Regions from separate parts of the Ovis aries genome. Here region 1 is linked to region 2. A link is a contact called in public Hi-C data. All regions are on one chromosome and are shown on one strand. The core of a region is the stretch at or near the end of the contact, and the rest is flanking DNA. Distances in the headings are between cores, read along the strand shown.

Evidence for each region. A called contact is a pair of places that touch in the nucleus more often than the background predicts.
Region 1: a Hi-C map of tail adipose tissue shows a contact between it and region 2, with 5 times the contacts expected there. The contact joins the promoter of XYLT1 here to the enhancer-like site in region 2. A contact is called at or near these places in 5 of 16 Hi-C or Micro-C datasets (blood, hypothalamus, liver and 2 more).

Annotation. Positions count from the first base shown.
Region 1 is chr24:16,025,528-16,032,529 of ARS-UI_Ramb_v3.0, forward strand. It overlaps XYLT1 (xylosyltransferase 1), which reads left to right and starts at 3,096. Exons shown (of 12, transcript XM_027961195.3): 1 at 3,096-3,452. The coding sequence starts at 3,096.
Region 2 is chr24:15,885,736-15,892,663 of ARS-UI_Ramb_v3.0, forward strand. It overlaps LOC121817813 (a long non-coding RNA gene), which reads right to left. Exons shown (of 2, transcript XR_006057865.2): 2 at 4,869-4,983. It also overlaps the pseudogene LOC105604858. Among named protein-coding and RNA genes, the nearest start is that of XYLT1, 140 kb to the right of the region's middle. Within about 2 kb of position 2,961, at least 1 of the 54 cell types and tissues checked has an H3K27ac peak or open chromatin away from gene starts, as enhancers often do.

The sequences.
Region 1 (7,002 bases), core at 1,846-4,345, 140 kb after region 2:
CCCTCTATCTCAGGTGATTTTTCATCCTAAAAACCTCACATAAGCTGTTTATGGCATCCATAACCTGCCGGAGCTTTTAAACCTCTTTTTGGGGCGGCATTTTATGAGTTGAGATAAACAAACAACTCTCTCTTTCTCCAGGGACCCAGGGGGCTGGATCCTTACCCTCACTCCAGCCTGTGGCTCTCGAGGGAGCTGAACAAGAGTGTGGGCCCCAAAGGACTGTGGTTAAACAGTCCTTTGGTTAAACTGTGCCACGTGGAGGAAGCAGATAACATCACTGCTGCCTAGAGGAGAAACGCAGCAGAACCACTGAAGCAAAGATGGGCTAGAGGGCAGGGATGTCAAGTGTCTCCAGGGCAGTCCCGGCTGGGTTGGGAAGCTCTCTTTAGACACTAAGCAGGAGTTCTGGGGACATGACATGATGATCTTGGGGACCATCTCATTGAATTCTTCACTTGGCTTTAAAGAAACTGAAGTCCTGGGAAAGGAGTGGCCTGTCCAAGTCAGGTAAGCATCACAGTGACTTCATAGAGTAGAAGCAACCTTCCCTGCACCTATTCCCACCTTCCCGTAAGACCTTGATCCCTATAGATTCTACAGGGTGGTTGGAGGGAAGCTGGCTTTGCCCCAGTGCCAGAGGAGGTGTATGGGACCTTGGCCAAGCTGATGAGCACATTCTATCTTTCTGGCCACAGTGCTTGGTTTAGGGGTGACCTGTGACCCGAAGCTGGCTCAATCAGAAAGAATATCTGGACGTTTGAGGAGAATGCTGGGAAATCCTGACCTTCCTTCTCTTGGGCTAGAAATGAACAAAAGATACAATTAGTCTGAGCGACTGATGCCAGGCTGTGACACGAAGAGAGAAACTCAGGATGAAGCTGGCCTCATGAAAGGCAGAGAGGAGAGACGGAAAGAAAAGCAGTCCCAGGACATAGTTCTGAGTTGCTGGATCAAACCTCACCTGATGCCTTTTCTCTGGAACATTTGGTTATATGATGCAGTAAACTCTATTTTTAAAGACATAATAAATGTTGTATTACTTGTAACCAAAATAGTCCCAGGTGATAAATAGATGGCCAAGACTTGTGTGACTATAGAAGCTTGCCTCCGTTCTATCTCACTCCTGGTTAGATGGGCTGAGCCCAAGGGGGGCGGCCTCTATGCTTGGCCACATGCCCAGCCAGGCTTGGATAGTCTGAAAGCTGAGCCTTGTCTGGAGTTTAGATCTCCCTAGTTGGCATTTTACACTGCCAGTTCAGGGAAATGGGTTTGCTTGTTACATGGATCCAGAAAGCACCTTCTCAGTGGCCACCCCCACTGCATGCTCATGAACCCAGAGCACTTTGTGCACGTCTCCAAAGCAACACTGACCTCACTGTTAGTTAGTGACCAACATGCACAACTGGCTCCTCGAGACTCCAGGCTTGCGGAAGGGGACGTTAAGCCTCGCTCACCTTTGGATTCCTGCACTTTGCCTTGATGTTCACAGACTGTGGTTGAGCAAGTGAAACAAATCTCTCCCCTGCCTCCTTCTCATTATTCTTTCACTTTCTTCCCTTTAAAGTTAGGATCAGGTCGAAGAACACAGTGGATAAGATGCAAAGCCTTCACCCTGAGTCCCCAGTTCACAAGCTGGGGGTTTGATCTGCTATGGTTTTTGGATAGTGCTGAGTCTTATCTGGGACACCCACTCCTACTATGAACTCACCACGTGCTCAGGGCTGCTGGGCAAGAGGACACCGGAGGGAAAGACTGGAAAGACTGAGTCAGAGATGGCTGATGATGAAACTTGAGTCCACTGGGATCTGTGAGCCTAAACCCTCATTGACAGAGGAGGACGCTCAGGCCCAGGGAGGAGTTCTTGGCTCAAGGTCACCGGGACAGTTCAGCCTTGATGGGAAAGAACTTGACTTTGCGAGGTAAGACCCACTTGTTCTCTCAGGAGGTGAGCCTTGGGCAGTCAGGAAGGCGAGCTTCAGGGTGGATGAGAAGGACCTGGTGGAAGGCAGGGACCAGCCTTTGGGGCTTGCAGCCTAAGGGTTGAGGAACTCCATGGAGTCACTCTCTCCCCAGGAAAGCACTTGTTTGCCAGCTGGGCTTGGAAGTCTCCTGGCTTGTTGGTCCTTAAGGATCAGAGGAGTGACTCAGTGAAGCACTTAGCACATCTTTGGCACTAGGGGACGGGGTGTGATTCAGGAGTCACGCACACTCCGGTGTAGCCTCCTCCCCTCCCCTTCAAGCTAGGGATCCAGGGATCGGCCGCGTGAGCCCCTTCCCTGGCTCAGACACTCCTGACACGTTTTTCGCGTCTCCACCTGCCAAGCCGTCTCTGCCCAGAGAAGACGCCTGGACCGCAAACTCCGGGCGGGGAGCTCGCTCCACTCAGCTGTTTCGTGCTTGCTTCCCACATGGAAGGCTGGATCTCAGGACCCCCGAGCCTCCCGACCTCCCCTAGATTCTGAGCGGGCCCGCCCTCACCCCAGGCTCCCTCTTCCTTTCATGCCTCCGGCCTCGTCTCCTCGGCAGCGGGCGGGGGCTGTCCCCCTTCCCCCCACCCTCTCCCGCCGGGGTCCGCGGGACCCGGGGCCCTCTCTGCTCGCCGCCGCCCCCTTCCTCTCCCTCCTGCTTTTCCCTCCCTCGCCCCGCCCCCAGGCCCGCCCCTCTCCGCCCAGGCCCAGGTCGCCCCCGGCCCCGCGCCCCCAGCCCCCGCGCCCCCGGGCCCGGGGCAGGGGCTGCGGGGCGGGCGAGCCCCGCGGCCGAGGCCCCCGCCCTCCCCGCGCGCCCCGCCCGAGCGCGCGCACCCGCCGCCCCCCTCCGCGGCCTCCGGCTCCCCGCCTCCCCGCCTTCCCCTCCTCCTGGTGACGTCCGGGTCCCTGCCCGTCTGAAAACTCCGCGCCGCGGCGGTGGAGGCGGCGGCGGCGGCAGCGGCGGCGGCGGCGGCGGAGGAGGAGCAGCGGCGAGCCGAGGCGGCGGCGGCGGCCCGAGCGGGAGCCCAGGCGGCGGCGGCGGCGGCCGCGGGAGCCGCGGGGAGCGCGGGGGCGGCCCGGAGCGCCCCGGGTCCCCGCGCCCCGCTCGCCCGCCGCGCTCCGAAGATGGTGGCGGCGCCGTGCGCCCGGAGGCTGGCCCGGCGCTCGCACTCGGCGCTGCTCGCGGCGCTCACCGTGCTGCTGCTGCAGACGCTGGTCGTGTGGAATTTCAGCAGCCTCGACTCCGGGGCAGGGGAGCGCCGCGGGGGCGCAGCGGCCGGCGGTGCGGAGCAGCCGCCCCCGGCCCCGGCCCCGCGCCGCGAGCGCCGGGACCTGCCCGCCGAGCCGGCTGCAGCCCGAGGAGGAGACGGTGGCGGCGGCGGCGGAGGACGGGGGCCCCCGGCGCGCGCGCGGGGAGGCGGCCCCGGAGCACCCCGCGCGCAGCAGCCGGCCAGCCGAGGGTCACTGGCCGCGCGGGCGCTGGTAAGATGCCCTTTCGGCTCGCGTCCTGGAGGGAGCGATGGAGGGAGGGAAACCGGAGGGCTGGCGGCCGGACCCCACGCTCCCCGCCCCCCAGCCCTTGAACCCCGCTCCTCAGATCGGGACTCCCCAAGCCTGCTGACTCCACATCTCTTTCCCCTGGAAGCCGGGGCTGGGTCCCTGCCCCATCCCTAGTCTGAGGACTGCCCCCTGGGGGTCTGGGGAAGTTATCTCCAGAGGAGGCGCTTTGGGGGGTTACCGGAGCCTGGCTGGGTGCCTGTCCCCGTCACTCTAGCTGGGCGCCCCGACTTGCTCTGTGCTTGTGGGTGTTGTTGCCTCGCCCCGGGTCTAAGCGCCTAGACCGTGCCGGGATCCGCAGCCGCTGTTCCGGCGGTGGTGCTCAGCGCATCTCTGGTTTTTGCCCAGCTGGGTGCACACCACTCAGTCCTCCGTCTGCTGCCTCGTTGTCTTTGCCTGGCCTGAGAGGGGTCTGGGATCAGTGTCCCAGGTCCTCACCCGTGCCCCGGAGTCAAGACTCTGTCTCCAGTGCCCGGTCTTACTTTGAGTCTCCTGTTTTGCGTCCCTGGATGCCTGAGACTCCTTTCTCCCTTGTCCATGTCTAACCTTGCTCTCTCCTGGTGCCCTGTCTCCAGTATCAGGGCATGGCCCCTTCTCCTAGGCGTTTGTGTCCAGCTCTCTGTCTTCGTGTGTGGCTCATTCCTGTCGCCAGCTGTGTATCAGATCACAGCACCTCAACTTAGGCTTCTGTGGGTTTACTTTGCCCTCCTTGGGTGTGAACAATCCAGGCTCTGAAACTGTTCCTTCCGCAGATCTTCTGGGGCCATCTGGGTGTCTTCTACCCTGCCCCCGACCTCTCCTGGGAAGCCTTTTGCACCTTCTTTGGCCCACCTTGCTTAGCCCTCTGAACTCAGAGCACACAGGAGAGGTCAGAGTCCCCAACTTTGAGCCAGGGTCTCGGCACCCTGTGGGCGTGTCTGTCTTCAAGCTTACGGATGTGTCTGTATCTTCGTGATGTGTCTGTATCTTCATCCCTGCCGCTTACCCACGGAGCTTCTCCCAACCCTCGGGGACATTAGACACCAGGGGGTAATTTCAGGCTCTTAGGCACTGAATGCATGTCTCTGTCACCTGTCGCTTTGGGAGCCTTCACTGAAGGCTGCCTTCAGACACAGCATGATACCCTTTGATCTGCCAAACTTTGGAGGCAGAGAGGCAACCTTCTTTGCCAGAGTGCAGTTCTTTGTGTCTGTGGGCTGAGCCAGCCCAAGGCGTGATGCGATGGCATTTCACGTTGCTGGCTGGTCTGTGTGGGTAGCAGGGAGAAGTCTTTTCCTCATTCCGGGGGAGGAGGATGGAGTGAGAGTCCCGGTGGGGAACCAGAATGTTCAGAATGCCTCTTATTTGTAGCAAAGGGTACTCTCAGACACTGCCTTTGAACTCCAGGAGTGGATAGTGATGTGTTTGGGCAGAAATGCAATTAGAAGTTCTTTCTGGAGTCGGAGCCCTACGGGGAGGTGGGGTGAGAGGAGGTTCAGGACAGGCACTGCTAGCCCAGTGTGGGAACATGTAGGATAGCCATGGAAGTGTGGGGCTAACTGTATCCTTTGCATCTGGGGTCCAGATGCACTTCAGGAGGCGCTTTTCCCCATGCACATACCACCTGTTGAAACAAGTAGAGGGAGGGAAGCAAGCCTGGTTGGCTGATTCCTCCCTGGGTCTCTGACATTTGGGGTCCTACATCCACACCTGCTCTCTGGGTGTTCAGTTCTGTGTCCTCCTCTCTCATCCTCCAGCTGGGCGGCGCTGAGGTTAGCAGTTGGGAAGGTAGGAAGGAGCATGCCTCTTTTCCTCTTCTGTTCCTGTTGGGATGCCGGTTCCAGCAGCTGAGGTGCTTTGCTTTTCTGCAACTCTGCTCTCATCTGCAAGTTCAGTGACTGTCCCCCTGCACACACCTCCCAGGGTCTCAGTTCATTCCGATATAGACACACCTGTATTTGTTGTCCCCCTTTTTTCTGTCCTCCCCCCTTGTTTGTGGCTGTCTACCATGCAGTTGTTCACTGCCGTCTCGCCTGGATTTGTACTGGATATTTAGTCTGTTCGTCCGTGTCCTTGCTGTTCCCTTCCCCGATGATGTCTACCCCCGTGCCCTATCAGATCCTGTAATCACAGCGCAGACCTGCAGGGTGGAGCGGGGGGGCCCATCCTCCTGTAGCTGTGCCCACCCAGCCCCTGCCCTTCCACGGAGCTCAAGGAGACCAGAAGGGGGCAGGCTGTTCCCAAAGTCCGGCTTTGCCTGAGCTTAGATTGCAGCCTAGGAGGAAAGGACCAGGCCGTTTGGGCAGGCCGCTGAGGCCCTCAGAACGTGCGGTCTGCTTGCAGACCCCGCGGAGGCTGCTGGTGCATGATGCCTCGGAGGGAGATTGGGGAGTGAGACTTAAAAAAAATCCCCATGACTTTACAGAGCTGGTGAGGCGCATGCTCGGGAGATGATGTTTCAGCTCTGTGCTCTGAAGAGGGTGGGGTGGGCAGTTGTGCTTTTGGGTGCAGAGAGACTCAGCACTGGTGGTGGTGGTGGTGGTGGGTATGTCTCAAAGAGTGTCAAGCCGACACTGTGTTCAGGTTATTTTCTAAACCAGACTTCGCTGCTTCCTTGTGCTCACCTTTCCAGAGCTTCTGCATTTGTACTTTTTCTGTTTGGAGAAGGGCCTGATTGTCATTTTGGTGCATTTTGAGAAGCCAAGAAGAAACACCCAGTTTCTCAAGCAGACAGAGCCAGAGAGCTTGCGGATGGTGGCGAGACGGGCATTTCCCTGAAAGATTTGCAGGCTTTGCCTCTCAGCCTCTCCCAAAGCTCTTACAGATTAGAGTTGTTGGGCGGATGACAGCTGAGTTCCCTGGCTGTGGCACTCTTTCCTTCACCGGGTCTCCAGTACACTCTGGGTTTTACTGTCATCTCAGAATGTAAGAAACAGATGGGCTCACTTATAAAGGGAGGGAAAACGTCGAGGGCAGTGTCAGAAAGATCACACTACAGGTTCTGAATCAATTTGGGGGAGAATGAAAGAAGCTGTGTGTTAATGTAATGAATGTTTATTTTCTTTCCCCTTGCCTCCAGTGATCCTCTGAAGTCCTCACATTATTGCTTGAGTCCTTAGATAAACTACTACTCAGTAAGTTTCATTTAAGAAACCTACTTTTTTATTGTCCTGACACACACACACACACACACAGGCACACACACGTCCATACACTTAAAGTAGAATGGTCTTTCTGTGTTGTCTGACCCCTTTGAAATGTTGATTTTTCGGCAGAAATTCCTCATACTTCACATTACTCAGATAACTCAGGACTTTTTCAGACATTGGCAGTGACTTTGAAAAATTGGTTCACTATATCCAGATCGCCTCTGGTTCCAACAGCCTCAGAGGCGTAGCTTTTCTTTCTATCCAAATGTTTTGAGACCAGGGAGAACAGAGGGCAGTTTATTGATGGTTCGTTTTTCTCACTCTCTCAATGGAGTTTTCTTTTGCTT
Region 2 (6,928 bases), core at 1,711-4,210:
GGCTCAATCCCTGGGTCAGGAAGACTCCCTGGAGAAGGAGATGACAACCCACTCCAGTATTCTTGCCTGGAGAATCCCATGGCCAGAGGAGCCTGGGGGCTACAGTCCATAGGGTCGCAAAGAGCCAGACACGACTAAAACAACTCACGTAAACCTGCACACACCAGCACCACGACTGTGGCAACTGCAAACCCAGGTGTCAGGGGGCTTGGATTTGGTGATTCAAATTCACGAGCAGTGTGGCTAGTGGTAACATGATTTTCTGAGGTGGTGAATAACTCTTACTACGGTTCTGAACGTATAGAATACACACTTGCCTTGATTTTCACAGTATCTTTAGGGAGTTTAACTTTCTGGAAAATTTGATATATATTAAAAGTGCAAAAAATACCATGTTTAAATTTAAAAGACTTCTTTTAGCAATAGACTTAGATAGTAATAAATGGATTTTTCACCTTTACAAATTGCTGAACATTGAGCAGGATGGCAGGATGGCCCCAGGCATCGCTGGCGGTCTCGTTTCCTGGACTCTGCCTACCGAATATGACTAGGACCCTTCCATCGTCATCATGATAACAAAAAATGCTCCCCAAGTCCTCCAAATGTCCCCCAAGGGCCAAGGGGCAGTGCTACTCCAAGGAGCACCGCTGGTCTTACCTTCAGGTAGCATTTTCCCAGCTTTCCAGCAGCCTCAGTTCACCTCTTCTATTCTGGTTCAACCCCCAGGCCCAGTCCTCATCGCCTGTAAGCAGGTCTCAGTACCCACTCCCCGAGCACTGCCCTTACTTTCATCCCTGTCTTCGTTTCTGGCCCCTGGTGAGTTTCCTCTTGGGCTGTTAAGTTTGAGTGGGTATCCTCGTGTTTTTATGATGCGTTGTCCAGCCTAACTATGCATTTGAGGCAAGAGAATTTGCTGTCAGCCTCAGCTTCACCCGATAATTTACTGGGAATCACGTGTGATTCCATTTTCTCCCTGTCTCACGGCAGCTCCTGTCCTCATGGCGACGCTGTTTAAGTATGGCCATTGCAAGTCCACCCCACACTTCCGCTGGTCGTTCACCCCAACCATCCCAGACCAGGGTTTCTCAAGTCCACCATTTACAGTCATCACACCCCTGTTAGGACACCTGTTCCAAGTTTTTCATGATCAAGCCCTTGGTTTCTAACTCACCCCTGCAGTGTCAGGACATCTGGTTCTAAAAAGGTCTCAGTCACGGCCTCACACTCACCCGGAACCAACCTGCCCCCCATGACAACCTGGTCTCAGCCCCCTCCCCAGCCAAGCTTCTCCCTCTCTGCGGTGAGTCTCCCAACTGCCCACCCCCAGGGCATCCCTCGGGATTTGTGATGACATCAGGCAGGACCACATGAGTTAGGATTTCCCTGGTGGTCCAGCGGTTAAGAATCTGCCTTCCAAATGCAGGGGACATGGGGGTTCGATCCCTGATCAGAGAACTAAGATCACACACGCCGTGGAGCAACTAAAGCCCACCTTACAACTACTGAGCCTGCGAGCCACAACTAGAGAGTCTGTGCACCACCGCGAAATAAATAAAATACTTTTAAAAAAACAACACACGAGTCAGCAGCGATATCCCATAATCTTGACCCTCAGGTACTCAGGGGTCAGTGTGTCAATCCCTTTCTCCCCAGAAGGGGTCTCAGCTGTGCCCCGCTCCCTGTAACAACCCTCTGTATCTGTTGCTTCTGTAATAGGTGGCCACACTCTGAGTGGCCTCAAACAAATGAACTCTCTATTGTTCTGGAGGTCAGACCTCTGAATCGAGTCCTGAGGCTAAAGATGAGGTGTCGACAGAGTTCATTTCTTCTGTTGGTGCCAAGGAAGAGTCTGTTTCCTTGCCGTTTTCAGCTTCTAGAAGCTTCCTCAATCCTTGGCTCATGGCCCTGCATCATATGGTGTTTTCTCCGTCTGCTTCCATCATCATCCCACCTGTTCCTCCACTGACCTCCTTGCCACCCTTCCATATGATTACATTTAGGGCCCACCCAGATAATCCAGGGTCACGCCATCCCCAGCAAGATCCTTACCAGAGCTAAAGAGCTCCTCCTGCTAAATAAAGGAACATTCCCGGGATCAAGGAATTAGGACTTGGGTATCTTTGGGTGGGTGAAGGGGCATCAGTCAGCCCACTACACTCTCCACCACTTTACAAAAGAGAGTGGGAGTGCTGAGGCCATCAAACTAGAGAAGAAAAATGTTTTCAAGCTGTTGCACACATCTAGGCTTTCCACAATGACTCAGCAGGTAAAGAATCTACCTGCAGTGCAGGAGACACAGGAGATGTAGTTCAGTCCCTGGCTTGCGAAGATCCCTTGGAGGAGGAAATGGCAACCCACTCCAGTCTTCTTGCAGCCCTCTCACCACTGGACAGAAAAGGAGCTAACAAGGTTTGCGTGGAAGTTTCTTGTCTTGTATTAGTAATCATTACAAGAATGGGTCTCACCTTACCATGAATCTTGCTGATAAGAAGTACAGAATTCTAACAACAAACAGAACACACTTTCTGTGCCAAGTCTATACCTGTTTTATCTCCTTTGCATTACCCTCGAAAGCCTACTGGTGGTTCCTTTCCTATTTTCTGGACAAGGTAACTGAGGCACAGCTAAGTAGCTTGTCCAAGTTTTCCAAGTTAGTGAGAGGCAAACCTATGATTGGGAGCCACACACATTTGGACTCAAGAGCCTGCTTCTAACAAGCCTGCAGATCATTCTGCTGCCCAATTCTACCACCACATTGCTGTGTGACCCCATGTCAGCCCCCTTCCCTCTCTCGGTGTTGGTTAAAGCAGAAGTAATAAGCTAGGTCAGGATTTCTCAACCCTTACTCTACTGACATTCCGGTGGCGGGGCCTGTCCAGAGCACCGTAGGATGTGGAGCAGCATTCCTGGCCTCCGCCCACTAGATGGCAGGAACATCCCTCCTTGCACCCCCATCTCCATTGTGATAACCATAGATGTGGAGGACAGAATCTCCCCTGGTTAAGAAACACTGAGCAGTCACCCACCAGGACTTGCCAAACTTAAAATATTCTGAGATCATTTCTTTCCATCTTTCTTTAGCTTCAATTTAGGAATCGCTTTATATTCAGGAAGCTCTCTCAGCAGGCAAGAGTTCAAATGCAATGTGCAAGCTAACCAGTCTTATAAATTAGCACAAACATATGTCAGTGGTAATTAATTAAATCCCTCCATTGCATCACTAATAGCACTGGCTGAGGACAATATTACCATTCAGAGTATACTGTTACCCATTTCTCAGTTTTGTATCACATGAGGTATAAGAGTAAACAGTTTGTTTAGGGGTTTAAACAAAAGCTGTTGCTTTTCGTATTGAAGGAAAGAGGAATCTCCCCAAATAGAATCAGAGTCTGCTCACCCTCCAATCTTGCCACTTTCTACAAAATCCTCTTAAGGAGTCAATTTACATACAGTGGACAAAAAAAAAAAAAAAAACAAAAAAGACTGGCCCTCAGAGTCAGCTTATCTTTTTCCTTCTCCCTGTGGTCTCAGGATTGTGAGCATGCCTCTTAGCTTCAAGATTTTCCATTACATTGTTATAGAAGCTCTCCAGCGCAACTTCTTCCTGGCACATATATACTGTGCTCATATCATTTGACTTCATCTCCCATTTAAATGAGTTTGGGGTTCTTTGGGTACTGACTGAAGCAACGAAAAATATAGACAAATGTCCAATTTTGTATTCCAATTCTACCACTGGTTGCGTGATTCTGGGCAAGTGGTTTAATGTCTCAGCCTCTGTTTTATCATCTTTAAAATGGGAGTGTTTTATCATCTTTAAAATCCACTTATCTCATGGATTTCCATAAAGATTAAACTAAATCATATCTATTAAGCATCTAGATAGTGCCTGGCAGGTACTGGTGGCTCCCTTTTGCCAAAGTGATGAGCCAGAAGGCAGAGAAGTGGCTTTGGGCTTCCCCCTTAGCTTCTTCAGAGAAGGTAATGGCACCCCACTCCAGTACTCTTGCTGGAAAGTTCCATGGATGGAGGAGCCCAGTAGGCTGCAGTCCATGGGGTCCCTAAGAGTCGGGCATGACTGAGCGACTTCACTTTCACTTTTCACTTTCATGCTTTGGAGAAGGAAATGGCAACCCACTCCAGTGTTCTTGCCTGGAGAATCCCAGGAATGGGAGAGCCTGGTGGGCTGCCGTCTATGGGGTCACACAGAGTCGGACATGACTGAAGTGACTTAGCAGCAGCAGCAGCTTAGCTTCTTGCTCTCACGATTAAAGAATAGAGCTCACGCACATGAGATGATCTAGATGTATATTAAGAGAAGGAAAGAGGTAGAATAGTCAGTCTGTGAATAATGAACATCTGACTATGTATAATCACTTTGGGAAACACAGATCCTAACGTCGGACTCCATGCTGGCTTTAAGCAGGATCAAGTGTCCAGCTTGATCATGAGCTCAGTCTGGGAAGCTTCACCACACACAATTCACATGCACATGTGGTCAGCCTGAAAAATCAGATCCACTGGGCTACCAAACTCCTGAATCAGAGGTAAGAACAGAAGCAATATTCCATAGAAGTAAGTTTAAGTTTAGCAAGAGAAACTATTCTTGTGTGTGTGTGTGCTAAGTCGATTCAGTTGGGTCCAACTCTTTGCAACCCTATGGATTGTAGCCCAGCAGGCTCCTCTGTCCATGGGATTCTCCAGGCAAGAATACTGGAATGGGTTGTCATGCCCTCCTCCAGGGGATCTTCCCGACCCAGGCCTCTATTAAAATAGTTATCGGTTCTTTGGTTAATGACCCCTTTCACCTCCTGTATCAGTAAGCTTTTACTAGGTTATGCTATGCAAAAGCAACCCACAAATCTCAGTGGCTTACAACTTAGCTTTATTTCACTACTTCTTCATATTCTTGGAGTCACAGATCTTCTTCAACTCTATTCCACGTATATTCTCATTTCAGGATACAGATTGAAGGAACAGCATCTGTCAAACAAAGCTTCATGACAATCATGGGGCAAAGGGAAAGAGAAAGAGATCTGACTGAAACACACATTTCTAAAACTGTTCTTTGAATATGCTTTGCATTACATCTACTCATATGCCATTGGGCAGAGCAAGTCATGTGGATAAATCTAACATCAATGGGTCAGACAACAGAAAGAGCTAGTAAATATGTAAGGACACATCTCTGAATTGTGTGTGGGGTAGAGGTGGCTTATGCTCCAAGCATTTCCAAGCCTTCTCTGATTTCAAACAAATTTTCAATTTTGAGAAGACAAACCAAGGGAAAGGCTTCTTATACACACAATGAGAAGGCGCACTCTCAAAGTTACTCCTGAAGGTTCTTAAGGTCTATGGGCTCCAACTAGGGTCTTTCTAACAGATTTCCAACAGATCTTGCAAATCTCTAAATTTATTTTGCTACAGCAGGGAGGTATTCGTTTATGAGGACAATAACCCATGACAATATCTTTTTCAGGTATCTTTGTGGCTTTTAGGCATTTCCAGCAGAAGACTATTACAATTTCTTTCTAGACTTGCTATGGCTATGAAAAGAATCTGCCTGCAATGCAGGAGACCTAGGTTCAATCTCTGGGTCAGGAAGATCCCCTGGAGAAGGGAATGGCAACCCACTGCAGTATTGTTGCCTGGAGAATTCCATGGACAGAGGAGTTTGGTGGGCTATAGCCCATGGGGTCCCAAAGAGTCAGACACAACTGAGTGGGTAACACTTTCACTTGCTTTCATGGCTATGACAGACTTCACATTAGTAAAAGATGAAAGGACATATAGAGAGAATGGGATATGTATGCACCTTGGGAGGAGTGGGCCCCGAAGGAATATAGAAATGCTGTCACCAGATAATAAAAAGGATGGTGAACAGCCAAAACGACAAGGATTGAGGAACACCAGCTCTTCCACTGGTTCCGGAAATTTCCTCCACGTCTAAGCTGCTTTAAGTCTAAGTTTAAAAGTTAATTTCTCTACCCAGACTTCAAACCAACAGCAAAATCATTTTCTAAGTATGATACTTTCCTTTACACCACTCACTCTCCCCACTGCCACTAGGAAAGAGGATCTCAAGTTGTCCCTCATTAACTATTTTATTCAAACAAAGGACCTTTTCTTCCAATTCACTAGCTCCACCACCACCCCAAATCCCATCACTCATCTTCCCAGTTTTCTGATTTCCCTCATTTCCCTACTGACTTTCCTTGGAAAACGCTGCTGTCCTTGCAGGTCTAAGTCAGCATTCTGAACATTCTTGCAGGAGCAGTATGAATGTTCACACTGAATGTGTTATGTTCACTAAAGGAAAAAAGCTCACTCACTTTGTTATCACCGATAACTATCTATCATATTGGCTACCTAAAGAGTCCCTGATAACGTTCTAGGCTTTGTGCTCCAGAGTTTTCACTTATGAGAATCACCTCTGAGTATAGGAGAGAATATGACTCCAATTGAAGAGCTGAATCAGATGGGGGCTCAGAAATGTGAAGTGCTTGCCCAAGGTCGCAGAAGCTAGAAACTGGCAGAGCAGACATTTAAACTGTTTTGCCTGATTTCCGTGTCCATCTTCCTTCTATATCATGCTTGCCTCCAAACAAACACTGGATGAAGCAAGCATTATGAAGGGCATGCCACGCTGGGCCGGAACAATGCCCATTAAGTGGAATTCACACCTACCTTGTACTTCCTGCACACTTCGATTCACTCAACAGACTGAGGAATGGAACAGGAGACACTTATTCCTCTCCAGACAATAAATCATTGGCTTTCTATCTGTCACCAGCTCGATTTCCCAAAGATTTGTTTTCGTCACTTTAATGAATTATTGGATCACCTGGAAATTGCTCAGAATTAACCTGTGGCTGGCATTAATGGATCTGCAACACAAGTGTCAAGCTCTCTCTAACCAGTCCTATCC